2 separate regions of the Mus musculus genome follow, and region 2 is linked to region 1. The links are chromatin contacts, called in public Hi-C maps. All regions are on one chromosome and are shown on one strand. Each heading gives the region's core, a stretch centred on a gene start, on an enhancer-like site or on the middle of the called end of the contact. The rest is flanking DNA. Distances are from core to core; before and after follow the strand shown.

Region 1 (2,952 bases), core at 234-2,733:
CATTGTACAAACTGTGGAGGAAGGTAGGGCCAAATCATTTCATATGAAATCTAAGTGTCCTTTATAAAATTCATATTTTCATTCTCCCGTGACTCAAAATACCCCTCCACCTTGAGTTTTTTTTTTTTTCCATCTTATGCTTGGTTTCCACAATTTAAATAGCAGCTGTGAAAGTGCTGGGTGGTTTAGCTGGGCAGAGCATAGAAATAGGTACAGTGTACTGGTTTTCATCCCATTAATTTTCATTTCCATACAGGTTTTATATTCTTTTCCAAACCATCCTAAGCAGATGTGGTAGTGGCCTCACTGGTGGCAGAGGAACCAGGGAGTCTTGAATGACACTCTGCCACGAGATCCTTTCAGGGCCTAGCCTCTAAAGTTTGCCCAGCATTAGGCTCACTCTGGGCTCCTCTGCTGAGCACATTATGGCGCTGTGCAGCTGCTCTCTCACCACTTTCTCTCTGCCTTCCTTCTTGAGATCGGGAACACTGAATAATTCAGAGTGTTGGTTGACAGATAAAACGATAAGATTTATACGTCGTTGGCCTTGGTGATGAATTAATTAAATTGGTTTCTCCTCTATCCTCGGCATGCATTGTTTTCTGTCTGTAAAATGTGCTTGCTGGTAAGTGGTGGGCTTGGAGATTTGCCTGCTCTTGAAAGATGGTAGGGGAAGATTATAATATCAGAGGATAAATCTTTTCAGGACTGCTAATGTTATTGCCGCCACCACCAGATAGGGTAGAGGTGGGGGAGGGGGGCTGCACTGTTACAGGCAGAAGAGATGAGAAATGCTTAACAATTGCCTTCAGGGCTGAGAGGAAAAGACTGTTTCTAACTACTAGTTCATAGAATCCAGCAGTGAGACTTTACTCCTCGATATCAAAATTTCAGAGGTACCACATTCTATTCTGTAGTTTAGAGCTGATTTATCAGGATTTCAGATATCTCTGGGACCCTGGATAGCCTTGGAGAGACACACATCTCTGAAGGTAACCCATGAGCTTCCCTTCCATATTTGTTTCCTTCTAGCTCAGCTCTGAAGGCTAAGGGTTGAAGATCAGAATGGAAGCAGGCTTAGTCTCTGGGGAGCTGTCTCTGGTTTACATATGGTCATTTCCCTACTGAGTTGCCATCTTGTCTTTTCTCTGTGTGCACCATCACAGGCAGAATTGCTTCCCCTCAACCTCCTTCTCTAAAGACCCATTCAGCTACATTAGGTCCACCCAACAACTTTGTTGTATTTTTGTCATCTCTTTACAGGCTCTAACTCCAAATGGCAGCATTCTGAGTTCCTGTTGAGTGGAGCTTCCATATACCCATTTTGTGGACACAGTGTAATTTTGACATCTCCAGGGTGGGGACTAGTCATCACTCTACCTGTACTGTGTGTTCAGTGAGTTCAGAGTAGACAAGTAAACCCTAGGTGACACTGACAGCAATTTACCAAATCCTAGGATGGTGCCTCGAAAAGAAAAGTCCTATTTACATAAATGGCGAAAACAAAGACAGCAGGTTTACTCAACTTCTGTTTGCCTTCTTGGCTGAGCTTCTGGGCCTGAGTCCAGACACTGATGTGCATAGGACTAACTCTGTCTGACTGCAGACACAGGCTCTGTGCATAGTCTAATGTGAACATTCCAAGGCTTTCTCAGCCAGACCTGTTGCCCTTCCAAGCTATATCCTCAGACCTCTCCTCACTGACTTCTTTAAGACCTATGGCTAATTTCTTGCCACCCTCCCAACACACACAAACACACACACACACACACACACACACACACACACACACACACACACTGCTAGTGCTTCACTTTTCACCTTTAATTGAGGAAAACAGATTAACTACATACAAATACTACATATTTTGGCAGCAAAAAATACTTTAAAAAGTATCATTTTTAATGATTTTCCAGTTGGATTTTATATGAAACTTATTTCTAGATATAAATGTTATATATATCCTGTCTACTTTATCAGTCAAGAGGCTCTAGTGAAATGACTAAGACAACATATTGTTCATTGTAAAGTTGCTATAAATTGGAAGCAAGGTGTTCAATTCTTTTGGAAAATAATTTTCTTCCCTTCCTCTATCCTTCCTTCCTCCCCTATTCCTCCTCCTCTTCCTCCCTTCTCTCCTCTCCCTTCCTTCTCTCCTTCTAGGTTCCCCCACTTCAGATACTTCTTTTTAAAATGAGCCATGAAAGCATGTGTTAATAAAGGTCTCAATGTTGACTGGTAATGGAGTTCAAATGGATGCTGGGACATTAGGAATGGGTGAGGTAAATCAAGGACAAAATTTAGAGTTGAATGTATTGTGAATCAGCCTTTGTTTCTTTTTTTGCCTGGCTGAGAGGCATGTATCTTTAAACCTCAATAGTTGATAGTATGACTTGTCTGCTTTATGCACAAAATTTCCCAGAAGATTAAATTATATACGTGGTCCACATGACTCACATGGGTGGCACATTTTATAAGAAATACAATAATGTCAGGGCCACCTTCTCTCATGGACCTAGGTTTGCTTGCCCACCCACAGGCAGGTTGAAGATGCTGTATTCCTGCTTTCTCCTTATTTCGCTATGGCAACACTGTTGGCCTCTGAAGAACTACTTCATTTGTGCACTAATTTTGGGGAAAATGTAGATGAGAACACCTCCATAAGCATACAGAAATCAAACTGGGATGTGACCTACAGCTATCCCTTTAGGCAGAGATCCATATTGGATAAGTTCTAACCATAGTTAACAAATTGTAACAAGACATGCAGAAGCTCAGAGATCTTGGATAATAAAAGTGATGAAGGCTCTGAGAAGATTCTGAGGCCAAACATTCCTATGTTTGATATGCATTAGGAGGTAAACTAAAAAAAAAATAATTTGACAAACCTATACTTTAGAGTAGGAAATAACTTTTGTTTTTAGGTCAACTGTCTTCAGATATGGAAAGGGA
Region 2 (2,952 bases), core at 123-2,622, 270 kb after region 1:
CTTTTCTGTCCATATCAGAATGGCTCCCTCAAGGCTCTACTCTCCTATTCCAAGACAAGAATGGCTTTTAGTCCTCAATTTCCAGCTGTACTCTCCCCAGCGAAATGATTGCCTAAGTGTTTCTGTGTTTATATCTAAGGCTTATAACTCTTATTTCCTGCAGGAACTGGGAAGCATGTTCCCATGTTTCATATGCACTTTCAGTCAATCATGCATTTATAATCCAACTGGGAAGATGTGATTCAAACTGGATAGTCTGTTGTTGCAAGAGTCTGCTATAAAACTGATCAGTTGGCCAAGTTAGGTGATTTTTATTTTATTTTTTTTAGAAACTTCCTTGGCTTTCATTCTAGGGAGAAAGAAAGACAGAAAAGACCAGAAACCAACAACAGCAGGTGCTGCCAACATAGTATTCTTATCTTTGCTGATTTCAAGGGGAGAGCAAAAGAATATGTAATTGCTTCTCTGTGAGGCCGTTGGGATGCTGCCTGTCTCTCTGGCATTATCCACTTATTTCATCTAGGTAAGAAGAGAAGCAGAAACAAATTAAAAATGCATTTTCCCAAAGGCTTCTAGGACATTATTCAACACAGGTTCTCTTCCACCAGTGTCTGCTGGAAGTGTGTAAATATATATTTATTTATGGAAAATGGAATAAGGTCAAAGCCCTTCTGGATAGTTTCTCTTCTTCATTTATTTACTTTCTTATGCACACACGAAAAGACAGATGTCAGAACTGTATAGGAATTAACAGGCAGGATGCACAGCAGCTTCCTCTCCATGGGACTGGTGGAGGACACTCATTATTTAGGTCAAAAATGTCATATTACAAGTTTCTCAAAGGAGAAAATCTTGGGATTAGGAAGATGGCTCAGTAGATTATTTCAAATTCCCACCTAAGCATTGGGTGGCTACAAATGTCCATAATCCCAGCTTTGGAGTGCAGAGATAAACAGATTCTGGGGGTGGGGTGGGGGGAGATGGTTGCTAGTCACCCATCTTAGACAAAACAGCAAGTTTCTTGTCTAATGAGAGAGTTTTTTCTCAAGGGAATAATGTAAAGGGCAATAAGGGAAGATACCAGATGTCCTCCTATGGATTTTACATGTTTGCATGCAAGCATACTTACTGGGAAACTCATGTAAATGCAAGGCTCTCTCTCTCTCTCTCTCTCTCTCTCTCTCTCTCACACACACACACACACACACACACACACACACACACACACACACACACACTTTTCCAACTCAGGAAAAAATAGAGAGGTCTGTTCTCATTTTGACACTGGACAGATGGCAGCCTTCTGGCCCCACTGTGATGTCCTACCTGTGTGTGCTTTGTTTAGCTGGTCTCTCAGGATATGATTCTGACTCACTGTAGAATCCTTCTGTCCTGCTGTTATGCTCCACTATAGCTTTTCTCTACTGCTTCCCCAGGCTCCCAGGGTGTGGACATATTCCATATTGTCTCTTATGTGACCACCAACATGTTTACAAACATTATAGCATTTTAAACACTTTCAACTGTTCAGTAGCCACAGACATTCCTTATATCTAGCCGTAGGGATGGTCTGCCATCAACGTTATATAAATTTTCGCTAAGACAATAAGCCATTGACTTTTGCTGTGTCCTCTGTCATAGTAAAATCTTGCATACTCGTGTCTACTGGTCTTCGCTAGTATAACTAATAAAATGTATTTAATTTTTAAAATGAATTCTATTGCTTTTTCTTCAGTCTTTTGGTATTGATAAATATGAAGTATTTGGTTTACCCCTTTCTTCCCTTGCTCTCATTCAGAACCACGGAAGACATCCCTTCTCTTAAGTTGCTATCTCAGACCCTTAGAAACGCATACTTGTAACTCAATGGACTCCATCACACTTTGTTGATACAGTTGCATACCCTGTTCTACACATTTCTTTCTATGGTTTCAGCTACTTACAGTCAACTATGGTCTAAAAATAGTAAATTTAATCTTTCAGAAGTAAGCAATGCCTTGGTTTGAACTGTCCACGCTATGAGTTGTGTGACATTTCATGCCACCTGCCCTGTCCATTCCATCTGAATGTAAATGGTTCCTTTGCCTTCTGTCCCCAACTTCTGTAGTAGATATACTACCCTGGAGTATTCGTCTTAGTCTGTCAGATCAACTGGTGTGATATCACAATGTAAGCATTTGGTTCATGTTTATTCAATCATGATCCTAAAGCCCAAGAGGAGTGATGGTGTCAAGGAGTGGAACACGAAAAGTTTAAATCTAGTGCTCTATGGTAATGCTTCCAGGCATGTAGGGAAAACATGTAGCTTACACAGGGCTTGTTAGTGCCTGAGGTTTCAGCTATGCCCTTGCAGGGGCAGGAGAGGGGGGTCCTGAAAAGTAGACCTATAGATAAAGAGAACTAGTGAAATTTGACTTTGTATATTTGTGGGTATATTTATGTATTTTATTATAATTTGTTGATATCTGCAAGTATTGAGATCTTGTGTTGTTTTTCTCTGTTTTCAGATTTAAGACTACATATATATATATATATATATGTATATATATATGTGTGTGTGTGTGTATGTATATATATATATATATATATATGTATATATATATATATATATATATATATATATGTATATATATAGTGTGTGTGTGCGTGTGTGTGTGTGTGTGTGTGTGTGTGTGTGTTGTACATGCATTCATGTGTATAACTATGCACGCTCATGTCCTCACAGACACAAGGAGAGAACACTACATGTCCATCTCAATTTTTCCACTTTATTCCCTTGAGATACTATCTGTCACTATACCTAGAGCTAGGCTGGTAGCATGCTAGCTCTACCAATCCTCCTGTCTCCCCAGCATTGGGGTTACAGACATCTCCTGTTTATGTGAGTCCTGTGGATGTCAAGCTCAGGTTCTCATGTTTGAGGAGGAAGTTTTCTTACTTTCTTAGAGATAT

The links. Hi-C and Micro-C count contacts between places; a contact is called where the count stands out from the background.
Region 2: a contact with region 1 is called in a Hi-C map of cerebellum, with 3 times the contacts expected there. The contact joins two enhancer-like sites.

Annotation. Positions count from the first base shown.
Region 1 is chr12:89,816,833-89,819,784 of GRCm38.p6, forward strand. All of the region lies in intron 14 of Nrxn3 (neurexin III), which reads left to right. Among named protein-coding and RNA genes, the nearest start is that of Gm40538, 590 kb to the right of the region's middle. Within about 2 kb of position 1,484, at least 7 of the 459 cell types and tissues checked have an H3K27ac peak or open chromatin away from gene starts, as enhancers often do. A contact at or near this core is called in cerebellum, where this site is marked.
Region 2 is chr12:90,084,744-90,087,695 of GRCm38.p6, forward strand. The region is part of intron 15 of Nrxn3 (neurexin III); the gene reads left to right. Among named protein-coding and RNA genes, the nearest start is that of Gm40538, 320 kb to the right of the region's middle. Within about 2 kb of position 1,373, at least 4 of the 459 cell types and tissues checked have an H3K27ac peak or open chromatin away from gene starts, as enhancers often do. A contact at or near this core is called in cerebellum, where this site is marked.